Linked DNA regions of Sus scrofa: region 2 is linked to region 1. Evidence: chromatin contacts called from public HiChIP or PLAC-seq data. All regions are on one chromosome and are shown on one strand. Each heading gives the region's core, a stretch centred on a gene start, on an enhancer-like site or on the middle of the called end of the contact. The rest is flanking DNA. Distances are from core to core; before and after follow the strand shown.

The links. HiChIP or PLAC-seq counts read pairs in DNA pulled down with a chosen protein or histone mark.
Region 2: an H3K27ac HiChIP or PLAC-seq map of skeletal muscle shows a contact between it and region 1. The contact joins two enhancer-like sites. A contact is called at or near these places in 2 of 47 Hi-C or Micro-C datasets (embryonic fibroblasts and epiblast stem cells) and 1 of 2 datasets of contacts at active chromatin or transcription factors (skeletal muscle).

Annotation. Positions count from the first base shown.
Region 1 is chr2:151,106,053-151,112,553 of Sscrofa11.1, reverse strand. CSF1R (macrophage colony-stimulating factor 1 receptor) reads left to right here. Exons shown (of 22, transcript XM_003124100.6): 12 at 4,683-4,809; 13 at 4,909-5,013; 14 at 5,388-5,498; 15 at 6,112-6,274. Among named protein-coding and RNA genes, the nearest start is that of CSF1R, 21 kb to the left of the region's middle. Within about 2 kb of position 2,998, at least 33 of the 83 cell types and tissues checked have an H3K27ac peak or open chromatin away from gene starts, as enhancers often do. A contact at or near this core is called in skeletal muscle, where this site is marked.
Region 2 is chr2:151,243,270-151,249,770 of Sscrofa11.1, reverse strand. It overlaps CAMK2A (calcium/calmodulin-dependent protein kinase type II subunit alpha), which reads left to right. Exons shown (of 20, transcript XM_021085017.1): 20 at 1-1,415. Among named protein-coding and RNA genes, the nearest start is that of SLC6A7, 25 kb to the right of the region's middle. Within about 2 kb of position 2,435, at least 60 of the 83 cell types and tissues checked have an H3K27ac peak or open chromatin away from gene starts, as enhancers often do. A contact at or near this core is called in skeletal muscle, where this site is marked.

The DNA.
Region 1 (6,501 bases), core at 1,749-4,248:
TGCGTAGTGCAGGAGGCCCTTGCTAATCGAATGACCCTGAAAGGGAGGGCACAGGTCACGGGGGTGGGGGGCGCTGCCGTGGGGAGAGCAGGGGGTCTGGGAGCGTGCGAACGTGGGATCCTGTCCCAGCTGGGGGCTTCAGGGATGCCCAGAGGGGGTCCCGGGGCCAGGCCTGTGTCTCTCGGGAAGGCGGCAGGGGAGCTGGTGGAGGGAAGGCCCGCCCGCCATCGTCCTGTTCGTTATTCAATATCGTTATTAATCTAAGCTATTGCCCGCTGCTGCCTCGGGCCCTGCCTGCCATCCGCGTGCTCAGTTGTAGCGATTTGAGGGGCATTTTTTGGACGTTCTCTCCTTCACCAAGCCCCCTTTACAGAATTGGAAGCCGAGGTTCTGAGAGGTCAAGACAGTTGCCCTTGTCTCAGCTGGTCAGTGGCAGAGGCTGGCTTTGGAGGAATAGCGCAGCATCTTCTCTCAGGCCCCCAGCAATGTGGAGGCGGCGCCTAGAGCACCAGCATTTGACAGTGAGGAGCAGGCCTGGCAAGGTCAAAGGACCTGCCCACGGCTTCCAGGTGTCTTGTACCCCAGAGCCCGCAGCCCCACCACCCAGCCTGACGGCCTCCCTGCCCAGGAGAGCACGTCCGCTGCCATGGGGCTCTGAGAGCACCAGGCCGGAAGCAGAGGGGGTCTCTCTGGGTGGCACAGAGGAAGACTGCTTGGAGGGGGCACGCGTGAGCAGGACAGGCCTGGGAGGACGGAGCAGCAGCAAACGGGGAGACGTGCTTCAGGGCAAGGGTGTCTACGGGGGACAGCAGCGTGGGGAGCCGTGAACCCTGATGCGCAGAAGCGGATGCAGGTGGGGGCGGGTTGAGGGGCTGGGCCCCATTCTGGAGGCCCGGTGGGTGTGCACAAGGGAGCGATATGAGTCAGGAGGGAAGGACCCACCTGGTGGCCCCTTCCCCACACCTGCCCTGGGGTTTTCACGTGAGAAGTGGACTGAGAGCCCAGGAAACAGGGGTGCCCAGGTGCCCACGGGGTCGGCCGCCTGGGGTGTGGGGGTCCCCAGGTGCCCATGGGGTCAGCTTGCTGTGCTCATGCCAGTGTCCAGCAAGCAGAAGTAGCTCTGAGCCCTGGGCCCATGTCCAGGCCGTGGGGATCTGGGCACAGCTCTGTCCCTGCTTCGCCATGCCACCTCGCTGACCCCTGCCTTCTCTGGGCCCCACTTCCCCGACCTGTCCCACGGGACCGAGGACCTGACAGCCTCCTCGTCTGACACGCCGAGAGCCTCCTGATGGTCTAGCTTAGGACTCAGGCTGGGAGTTGGATGGATCTGGGTCTGAATCTTTGTTGCCAGGCTCTGGGACTCTAGGGGACGTGGTCTCTGTCAGCCTGTCCTTCTCCGTCTGTGAAGCGGGGTTGACAATGACAGCCGCCCCCCAGGCATCCTGAAGACTCAGTGTGGTAACTGCGGCGGGGACTTAGCAGGGGGCCGGGCACAGGGTGCTCGGGGCGGATGCTGCCCACCTGCTCCCAGGAGGCAGCTGGCCGGGGAAGCCGAGGTAGCGCGTGCATCTTGGGATGAGAGGGGTGTCTGAGGCTGGCAGACCCCAAAGTGTGGGTCATCAGGCCCCGTCGCCCCCCTCCAGGGAGCAATGTCACTCGCTCTCGTGGCCGCCAGGTCCTTCTCTGAGCAGCTCTGGGCAGAGTTCTTCCCTAAACGGACGGAAAGGTGCCTCCCAGGTACCTGCAGAACCACCTCCCAGGGCTGCCGAGATTCCTGAGAAGGGTCTGGTTCCCCCTCCGGCGCCCTGGGCCAGCCGTGGTCTGGGAACACCCTGCCCTCTCCCAGTGCAGCTGTTTCTGGAGCAGGTGCAGGTGCAGGAGCTCCCAGTCACCTCTTAGCCCACGTGGGACGTGTGGCCGGCCCCTGGGCCCACCCAAGGCCAAGAGCAGGAGCCCTGGGGCAAGACCTGGAGGGGTCCAGATGGGCCTGCCCTGCCTCAGGCTTGGCCCCTTGGGCCTCCGACACTGGTACTGGGGGGAGGGGTGGCCGGGGGGGGGTTGTTTCTGCCTCCGGGCTGAGTCATGGGCTTTCTGGGCCCCAGAGACCGCAGTGGGGGGCGGGGAAAAGAAAAAAGTAGGAGTCAGCAGCTACGAGGAGGAGACCAAGGGGACAGGGCGGGGGCCACTGCAGAGGCGTGGCTTCTGGGGTAGGACTGAGCTCCGGGATTGGGGTACCGGGATGCATCAGAGGGTCCCCCAGGTTCCCAGGGGAACTGGTCCGTTCTCCACCCTCGCGAGACAGAAAGCACCCACCCGCCCAGCGCCGCCAGCCTGGAGGGGAGTCAGGGCTGTGGTGATCCCGCGGCCACCCTGGTCAGGTCGCCGAGGGGAAGTGGCCTCGGAGGGAGATGACGCACGCCGAGCGTGTGGCCCCGCGCCTGCTCACGGGAAGTGCCCCCGAGGCACGCACCGATGGCGTTACCGATTCTGCCACCACGGTTGGGAAGCCCGGCCCGCCCGCCCCCGGGGCTCCTTCAGAGCAGAGGCTGTTCAGGCCAGAGCTGGCAGCCGCCTGCCAGGAAGGGGGGCCAGGATGCCCGAGGCAGGCGAGGGGGAGGTGCGTTCTCCTCCAGGTAGCGGTCTGAGGTTGAGAGCTGAGCTTCCCGCCAGCCCGGCAGGCTCTCCTTCCCGGTGCCCAGGATTCCCTGCAGCGCTGGGGGCCGGCTGAGGGGGCTGCTCCCCAGGCCCAGCTGCGGGGCGGAGGAAAGAGAAGTGGGGAGCAGGACAGGCGACAGCCTTCCCCGCGGTGGCGCCTGGGCGTGGAAGTGGCCAGGAGAGGTCCCGGGCTCCCTCCTGGCTCTGCCTCCCCCCGGGGCTGGGAAGGCCCCCACAGGCAGGGCTTGAATCTGCTGACGCTGGGGCGGTTCCTGGTCCTCTGCCATTTGCGACTCTGCACCGAAACTGCCTCTCGGGGTCCTCAGTTCACCCACGGTCCGCGCTCCCGATCAGAACCCGAAAGGTCTTCCTTAGGTCTGCCTGCAGTCTCTGCCCCAGACGCCCGTCTGGGAGTTCCTCCCTGCGGCTCTCAGGCGTCTCCTCTCTGAGCCCACGGAGCCTTGAGTCACGGGCCCCTTTCCTCCACGGGCTGGCACTGGCCCCCGCCTGAGCCGGCTGCCCCCGAAGGAGCCCAGCTGCTGAGCACAGCACAGCTGCTGCTCCTGCTCCAGCACTGACCGGAAGGAGAGTGGGACTCAGTTCCAAGGCCTCAGTGTCCCCACCGCCCAGGCCCGCTTCCACTTTCCACCTAAACTCTGTCTGCCATCAGCACTTCTCCAGGGCACCCCCCTGGCACAGTGCCCCCATGCAGCTGTCACCCTGGGCAGGAGGGAGGCAGCCGCTCCCCCACAGGTCAGGTTGAGCCCGGCCAGCTGGCGGGATCCCAAGCAGAGCCCGGGTGGAACCGGGGCCTCTGGAGGCTCACTGCCTTTTGCTCAGGGTCTCTGCGGCCTGTGACAGAGGGGTCACCCACCTGCATCGAGCCTCCAACCCCCACCCACCCACCCCCCGGCCCCTAGAGAATCCACTCGCTGATTTCAGCCTCAGGCCCCTCTCCCGGGTCCCATCAGGCCTCCCCGCCTCCGAGCTCCAAGCCCCGTCCCCTGTGCTGCCTTCCTGATGCTCACGTGGCCCTGGCCAGCTCCCTCTCACCTCCTCGGGGCCTCCCTGACTTCTCCTCCGTTGTCTCCAGGGCTTTCTGTTCCTTCGCCTGCTTTGTTGTCTCCGGCCCTACTTAAACGCTCCCTGCAAGGGGGTTTGCTGGAGCTGAATGCGTGTCTTAGCCACTAGAGTACAAACTCCAGGGACCAGAGACTGGTTCAACTCTGAATAGTGGTGCCTGAAACAAATTGAAGTACTCAGTGAAACGCTTGGACGGCACTATTATTCAGCCTTAAAAAGGAAGAGGAGTTCCCGTTGTGGCTCAGCAGTAATGAACCCGACTAGTATCCATGAGGACACAGGTTCAATCCCCGGCCTTGCTCAGTGGGTTCAGGATCCAGTGTGGCTGTGCTGTAGGCCGGCAGCTGCAGCTCTGTGTGGCCCCCTAGCCTGGGAACCTCCATATGCCATGGGTGCAGCCCTAAAAGAAAGATAAAAAGAAACTGCTGACACCCGGAACAGCATGGATGAACCTTGGGACGTCGTGCTAAGTGACTAAGTCCCCCAGGAAAGGTCCTGCGTGAGTCCAGTGACATAAGGTGCCAGACAGGCAGATGCCTGGCTCGGGGTGGGGGGCGGGGGCAGTCGTCGAGTGAGCACAGAGTTTGGTTTCCAGGATGGAGCGTGTCTGGCTGTTCAGCGGTGGGAATGTACTTAGCACTACCGGGCGCAGAGGGGGCTGGCGCGGTGGATTTCCTTGCGTCGAACCAGCTCTAACGGTAAACTCATAATGCTGGGCAGGGGGCTCAGGAGGACGCTGCAGCTCCACCCTCCTCCCAGCTGAGGCACCACCCGGTTGCAGGGCTGCCCAGGCCCCCAGAGCGGGTCCCCTGTGGCTCAAAAACAGGCAGGGAGACAGGCTTGGAGGAGGGGCGGTCCCAGATGGGCCAGCAGGCCTCGCCTCCCGCCTGCCCCCGGGGTCTGGGGTCAGGGGTCAGGCCCAGCATCTCCCCTGCCCTCTACAGAAGCCCAAGTACCAGGTGCGCTGGAAGATCATCGAGAGCTTCGCGGGCAACAGCTACACGTTCATCGACCCCACGCAGCTGCCCTACAGCGAGAAGTGGGAGTTCCCCCGGAACAAGCTGCAGTTCGGTGAGCGGGGGTCTCGGCCTCCACCCTGCCCTGGCCCCGGGTCGGCGTGGGCAGCAGGGAGCCTCTGGCCCCCAGGGACCTAAGGAGGCTGTGTGGCAGGTAAGACGCTGGGAGCCGGCGCCTTCGGGAAGGTGGTGGAGGCCACAGCCTTCGGTCTGGGCCAGGAAGACGCTGTCCTGAAGGTGGCTGTGAAGATGCTGAAGTGTGAGCATCCTTGGGGCTGGGGGGGGGGCAGCCGCCTGGGCGGGCCGGCTCCATGGCTCAGCGCATCTCCCACGTTTCCAGCCCGTCAGAGCCCGGGACTGGGGTGCGGGCTCTCAGCTTCGCCTCTGAGCTGCAGCCTGCCTCTAACTGCTGCTGGGCGCACAGAGGCCCTCCTGGGCTCGGGCCTGGCCGCAGCTCGGCCTCTCGCACCCAGGACCAGCTCAGTGACGGGCCCGCTCTCCTCTCTCGGTCCTCGTTCCTCCTGCCTCCCTCGGCCTGACTGCCTGGGGGCTCTGGCCCCGCCGCATCCCCGACGTGTGTGCGGCGCTCTGCATCCCGCCCGCTCTCTGTCCCGGCACCTGCGGCCCCCGCAGCCACGGCCCACGCTGACGAGAAGGAGGCCCTCATGTCGGAGCTGAAGATCATGAGTCACCTGGGCCCGCACGAGAACACGGTCAACCTGCTGGGCGCCTGTACCCACGGAGGTGAGGCCCGGCCGCAGTGGGGCCCGTGCGCTTGGGGCCCCACGGCCACCTCCCGTCCCCCGCCCCGCCAAGGCAAGGTAGGCTCCCTGCCTCAGTGTCCCTCAGGGTGCAGGCCGGATGCCCGGACTGGGCCGCAGCCGCTTCCGGGTGCCAGGCCGTTTGGAGCTCTGGTCCGTGGGCCTCAGAACCGCCTGGAAAAGGAGACCGGCGTGCAGGCCCCTGGGTCCTGCCCCAGGGAGTCGGGCCATGGGTTTGCAGGGAAGCCCCCAGAGGGTGGGCCATCCGCCGCAGGGTCCACAGGAGTGTCCGGGGCCCCCGGGGCTCCCAGGCCGCCCCCTCTCGTCCCCGGGAGCAGCCCGCGCCTCTGTGGAGCTGCCCTCGACTTTCTCTGCAGACAGACTCCTTCAGCTCCCGTGTCTGGGAGATGGCTCTGCTTTAGCCGGGTGGGGTCGCTGAGGCCCAGGGAGCAGAGAGGGCGGCCCAGGGGCAGGAGGAGGACCCAGAGCGCCCGCGTCCTCATCCGGGACGTCTCGCCCCCGCCCACGGCCCTGGTCCACGGGCCTCGGGGTGGCGGGCTGGCAGGGCCCTGACGCCGCGCTCTCGGCTGCCCTAGGCCCTGTCCTGGTCATCACCGAGTACTGCTGCTACGGGGACCTGCTCAACTTCCTGCGAAGGAAGGCAGAGGCCATGCTGGGACCCGGCCTGAACCCAGGCCAGAGCCCCGAGCCAGGCCCCGGCTACAAAAACATCCCCTTGGAAAAGAAATACACCCGCAGGTGAGGTCCCCGCAAAGGGGGGAAGGAGGCCAGGCCTGGGAGGGGGGCCCCGAGGTCCGTCCCCAGAGGCGGCGCGGGGCCGAGTGGCCCGGTGGCCCTCACTGTCCGTCCCACCTGCGTCGTGGGAGCGGCCACCACAGCATCCCAGCAGCTTAGTTCTTGTGCTTATTCCCATCATCCAACAAATACCTGGGTCCCTCCTGTCTGGAGAGTACTGAGCACAAGGA
Region 2 (6,501 bases), core at 1,186-3,685, 140 kb before region 1:
CTCTGTGCTTTTGGCCTCTGTGTGGCCGTGTTTGCCAGCATGAGATACTGTCCCCTCTGGAGGATTTTAGGGGAGGAAGAGCCGCATCCCCAGAGCTTTGAAGGAGGCTCTGGTTCCCCAGAACCTCTGGGGAGTCCTGGGTTGAGCAGAGCAGGACAGATGGGGTTGGGACCCAGGACGCCCTGAGTTCCCCGATTGTGAGCTGTCTGCTGGGCCCCTGCCTGCAGCACGGGGGATGCAGGCTGGGCGGGGGCTGCCCAGCCCGCCTGGCCTCCAAACTGGTCGATCAACTGGCCTCTATCCTTGGCAGAGACCCTGCTGCCAAGGCCCACGGTGGGCTCTTGGCCCGCCCCAGGTCCAGAGGGCTTCCCAGTAAGGCCCAGTGATCCCAGTGCCCCAGCTGCAAAACTGCCTGCCTTCCCGGTGAGCTGCCAGCTCCCACAGCCATCCCCCGGCCTAAGGTGAGGGGCTGCTGCAATTACCAAGGCAAAGTCTGGTCCCTTCTTCAGCCTCAGTTTCCCCCTCTGTTAAAGGGGTTTAATCTTCCAGCCTAGCCTATTGGCAGGGCTGATGGGGGAATCAAACAGGATGGAGAAGCGAAGCCCATCCGCCCACCCGTGGGAGCTGACAGGGTGAGTCACTGGCTGAACCGCTGTTCCTTTCCGCGCCTGGCCAGTCCCCCTCCCCTGCCCCGCCTGCCCCTCCCTCTCCTTGGTGCCTGTCCACTGCTGATCAGCAGGGACTGCGGGGAGGGTGGGTGCGAGGAGAGCTACCCTTTGCAGGTTATTAGGCTTCCATCCATGGCTCCGACCAGACTTGCTGCATGGATGAGCCCCTTCCCTGCTGTGGTCCTCAGCTCCCACCAGAGGGAGCTGAGCTGGAGGACTCCCACCTCCCGTCCGCCGTACCCCTCTCTGGACGCTAGAGAAGTGGGTCCCTACCCCAGGCCAAGGTGGCCGTGCCTGGCGGTGGGCAGCCAGCCAGTGTGGCCCACAGGCTACTGGCGTGACCTCGAGGTGGAAGGCAGGGTAGGCTGGCAGGCAAAGCGGCCCAGCGCTCACTCTACCAGGCAGGCAAACATCCCGTCGATGCAAAAACTCCAGACTTAAGATGAGTCCGTGACTTAAAAGCACTCACCTGGAGGTGCGCCCAGCGAGGGCTGGTCCTAACCCACTGCCTCCCGTCTCCCTTCAAAGGGGGACCCTCTGGGGGATGTGTTTGCCAGATTCCCCGTGCTGGTTTCTTTGTTACTATTTGTTTGGGGGTTTGTTTCCGTTCTTTTTTTATAACATGTGGCTGTGAACTTGAATGACCACTGCTCAAACTTTCTGCTATTGTGGGGCTGGGGGGAAGAAGGGGTGTCTGTTTTATTATTGGTGTTTTCAGTGCAATAAAAAGCTACAAACTTCCGTGCACTCGCTGTCTCCTGGGCTCGGTCAAGCAGGTGGCGGGAGGTTTGCCGGGCCTTCCCCGTTGCGAGAGTGAAGTCCAGGGCTTCATTCTGATTGGACCGGCGCAGTCACGTGCTCAAGGCTGAGCCAATCGCTGTGAGATTACGCCCGGCCCAGGTGCCTCCACTTTGGAGGCAGGGGCGCGGCTGGTTTCTTCTCCGCTCATCGCTCATCGGGGGCCCTTAACCGGACGGAGCAAGGGGTGGACGTGCCTTGTCACCCACGGCCAATAGCAGAGCCTCCCCGGGGGCCTGGGACAAGGCTCTCGTCCCGGCCTCGGCTTCCTTGTGTGACACGGGCTTTTCCAGAAAGCCCCTCCTCCCCCACCCTCTTTCCTCCGCTCTACCTCGGAGACCAGCCCCCCGGGCCCGGGAGGGGTTTGGAGACGGGGTAGGGGAGGGGGGCTTTGGGCTGGAGAGGGGGAGGGCGGCGGGGCCCCAGCAGGGGAGGGGGGCGTTGCCGCCTTGGAGACTAGTTTGGTCCTCCGGCCCCAGGCCGCCGCGGGGCCGAGCCGGGGTGCTGGTGCGGAGGCTTTGGCCCCTCCTCAGGCTATGACAGGGCCGCCAGCTGTCCTGTGTGTTGACGGGAATGATCAGTGTGGAACCCAGAGTCCTGGGCGAACCAGAGGGGACGGTCTCAGTAAGCCAGGCCCCAGCTACGAGGCCTGGGCCCGCAGCTTTGGGGGATGTGCCTTTTGGAGCCCAAGGTCCTCTCCAGACCCTGCTCCAAGGTCTGGCTCCAGAATCCTCCCACCAGCCACTTGCTGGGTCCCTGGGGGCCAGCCTCTGAGGCCACCAGGGCGCGTGTCATGGGCCCCTTGCACATGAGAGGACCTTGGCAGCGAGGCGAAAAGGGCAAGGGGTGGAGTCGCAGAGGGACCCCGGAACCTGGCACGGCGCCCCGGGACTGCTTGGACCTGAGCCTTTAAGGGCCCTGGGCTCTCCGACTGCAGAGGAAGGGCTGGAGGACTCGGGCTGCCATTGCAGACACTTGCCAGAAGGTGGCAGCCCAGGAGCACGTTGCGGGAGGTGGGGTCCCTGAGCCTGCGAAGTCAGGGAGCTGGGCCTCCAGAGACAGCCTCTCCTTGGCCACCTCACGGGCGCCATCCTTTACAGCTCGCATAGGGCTTCCACGCCTCTTGTCCAAGTTACACGAGCCCCGATGTGAAGATGAAGAAAGTGAGGCTCAGGGGCCAAGAGGCTTCTCGCAGGACAGAGACTTGCACAGCAGAGCTCTGCTCCCTCCAGGGCCCCCCCAGCGGTGTGTGCCCCCATCTCTGGACGCCATGGCAGTGGCTGGGATTCTCAGGAGCCCCCTCTCTTGACCCCTGACCCTCCTGGCCACTGCCTCACGTCTTCGCTGTCCACACCCCTTGTCCCACCTCCTCACCGCCCTTTTCTCCAAAACCCTGCGCCGGGCTGGCTGGCCTCCAGTTCCTTGCTCGGGCACAGCAAGGCCTCCGCACCCTTTGGGATGCAGTTCCTTCAGGACCGGCTCCGGGAAGGGCCCCCCCCCCCATAAGGTCCCTCCATGGGTCGCTTGACCCCCTCCCCACCTCCCCGGGTTCACTGGTTTGAACCTGAGCAAACGTCTGCAAAACCGTGGGCTCCTTGAAGGCGGTGGGCTCGGGGTGCAGCAGGAGGTATTGGTATGCTTCCAGGAGCACACCCCTGACGCGTGCGTGCTGCCAGAGCACGTGGAGCAGCACGGATAACCCACCCGCCAAGGCAATGCCAACGGCAGACCCTGACACCAAGCGCCAGGCCCGCCAACCTCCTTACACCTGCCCTCACCACCGAGTTCACGTCACCCTTTGCTGGGCACCATGACCCTCGGGGACCCTCACTTCACCCTTTGCTGGGCACTACCCTTCTCTTCATTCTACCACCAAGGAGACAGTGGTGCCCAAAGTGAAAGCACCTGCCGAACACGGCCCAGGGAGGGAGGTGAGATTCAGAGTTGGGAGCACCTGTTAGGGCACGCTGCAGTCGCGTTGGGCTCTGAGGGCACGTGGAGGTGAGCCAGCCTGTCTCCTGTCCCCAGGAGTCCCTGAAGCCACCGACAGAGTGAGAACCAGCGCTCGGGGGAGGGAGAGAGAAGGAGCACAAGGGCCATGGCAGCGGCCGGGGCTCTGGGGTTTTGTGTGGAGGCTCAGTAGTGGGAGGGGTGCGGGACGGGTGCGGGAGGGTGCAGGTGAGAGCTGCGCTGAGAGCTAGAGCCGTGGGCCCGGTGGGGGCTGGGGGAGAAGGAGCCGGAACGCCCCAGGGGCGTGCCTGCCAAGGGCGTGAGCATAGCCTTCCCCAGTCCGGGCTGGAAGTGTTTGCACAGGGCAGAGTGGGGCAGGTCCCATCCTGTGGGAACGGTCCCTCCTCCTTGCCCTTCCTCCTGGGACCAGCCCCACCCTCCCCTCTCCACCTGGGCCGCTGGGGTCTCCCTGGCCCCCCTCCAGGCCCGTCCCTGCCAGGGCCCTGGGCGGGTGTGGGGGGAGTCACCCGGAAGTGGACTACCCCCCCCTCAAGGAAAAGGGATTGTCATCCTTGTCCCAGCGTGATCTTGGCTGAGGCCCCTTCCTCGCTGGGCCTCAGTTTCCTCCTTATCGCAACAGCGGGGGTGGACCTGTGCTCTCCGGTATGGGAACTGGGCTGGCTGCTCAGAGTCGCCCAGGGAATTTGCTGCAAATACAGATCCTTCAGGCCCCACCCTCAGGGCCTAGGAAACGGGGCTGGCCAGGCTCCAGGCGGCCGGACTCGGTTTGGGAATCCTGCGTCACGCGCCCCCACCCCGCCAGGTTCCCACGGTCCCACTTGGAGCTGGAAGGTCCAGTTATCGGCAGGCCCCACCCCGGCCTTCCCGCTTCCCCCTCCCGCTCCCCTGACTCAGCCAGGTCAATATTGACCAGCGGCCCCTCCCGGCCTGACTCCCATCCCCCCAGGCCCCGAAGCTCCCTGAGACCCTGCCCTTGGATCCGCAGAGTCAAGGTCAAAGCCAGGCTCGGGGGCCTAGAGGATTTTATTCCTGTTCCACTCCCCCCCAACCCCATCCCCCTCCCTGCTCACTGGGGAACCGTCAGGGTCCCTCCTTGTGAACCCCATCCCCCACGAGGGCGCAGGCCCTGAGTCTGCCCTGGAGCAGCCGTGCCCCCTGTAGCCTCCATGGCAGGGTCCCTGGCCAAAGGCTGAACGGGGCGGGCGGGGGCAGAGAGCTCCCCCCTGCTGCCCCCAGGACACCAGTGCGGGGCCTGTGCTTCCTGTCCCACTCACTCCTCTTACTGAAGGGGACACTGTCCAGCCTGCCAGTCACCTCCCATGGAGCCAGGAGTTGCCAGAAAGCCCTGGACCCCTGTGTGGGGCTCCAAGGCCCCCACCTCCGCCCTCCTTCCCACCGGGCGGATCAGAGGCAGGCGCTGCGCCTGTCCCTTTGTCTCTACAAGGGACGCACCATGCTTGATGCTAAGCACGCGGATCTTTTTAAAACAATACGCATCCAGCAGCTGTGTTACCTCATTTACTCCCTGGTCAGGGGACTGTTACTCCCCTCCGCTGACATCTGAGGACGTCTGGGCGCAGCGAGGGGAAGGAGACTCAGGTGGCCACACAGCCCGTGAGCGGCGGAGGCCAGCCTGGGCTGACCAGCGGCCCTCCGTCCTCCTGGGCTGCCCCCTGCTGTGATACCTGGAGGGACACAGGTCACAGCCACTTGGGACTTCAGTGGGAAAAGGGTGTTTTTCCCCCAAATAGATGGGGGTGCTGGGGGAGGCTTCCGTGTGGCCCGAGGGGGCGGGCTGCTGCTCCGTCCTGGGGGAGGAGGGCAGGCGGCAGGAAGTCGGGCGGACAAGGAGCAGGGGTGCTGACCAGGGCTCCGCGGGCGGGAGGCGGCCCTGGACGCCCTTCCAGGGCAGGCCCAGCGTCAGGCCCCAGAGGGAGTGGCCTGGGGCTCAAGGAGCCAAACTTTCCATGAGCCACCACCTAAAAATGAGTCTGGAGAACAGTGTCCCCTGCAGATGCAGGGTCACGTGGAATTCGGAGGGGCTGGGACAGTCTTAACTCCTCCCTGGCTGTCCCCAGAGCGCCCAAGAAACTGCTTTCCGATGGATGCTGCAGCGGGCAAAGCTGTGCACTGGCACTGTGGGTCCCCAGGGCTGGGAAGGGCAGAGCCAGGAAGGACCCCAGGTCGTCAGGCGCCCTGCTGCCACCCCCAGCTCTGGGCCGTCCAAGGAGCGTGACATGGGGGCCTGACTGCGTGGAGAGGAAACGGTTGTCTCAGTGAGAGCCTGCGCCAGCTGGGCTGGCTTCTCAGAACTCGGCAGCCGTGGGGCCAAGCCAGAAACCCCGGGAGTCCGTCCCTGGGAGTGTGGGGAGGGGCGGGATGGAGAGCGCGGAGGCAGGACCTGAACAGATGGGTAGGATCCCAGTGGGTGAACAGGGGAGACAGTGTCAGGGAGCCGGGGCTGTGGAGCTGACCCAGGCTGGGGGGTGGGGGGGCACAGCGCCAAACCCTGGAGGAAGCAGGTTGCCTGCTGACCCTCCGCGACCTTGGCGATGGGCTGCCCCGATGGTGAGGCCAGGCTCTCTCCCTCCTCTGCCCCAGCCCCGCCCCAGTGGCGCTCAGGTGTCACCCAGGAAAACGCCTTTGCTGAGTCCCAGAACAGGCATGGCCCCCCGTGCAGGCCTGCACCCCCCCAGCCAGGCACACACCCCGCCTCCAGGGCCCCTGGTTCGGGGTTCAGGAACACAGTGGCCAGGACAGGAGGCAGAGCGCCGAGTAGGGATGCCGACTTCTGCCCTGGGCCAGCCTCGCCCTGGACCCTGAGCAGGGCCAGCCTCTGACTGCTCAGCCCCTGGTCGGCCAAGCACCTGTCCTGAATGGAGCGGCCACAGGAGGCCCCTGTGAGTCCCGCAGTTGTCCATCTTCTGAGTCACCTGCCCACACTTAAGAGTGGGCACTGTGCCTCTTCCCTTAAAGCACCATATCTGGCAAGCTGGACCCACGCTGCTGAGGGCGGCTCCCCCCCAAGAGAGACGCGCCTTCTCGGGCTCACCGCAGTCCCCAC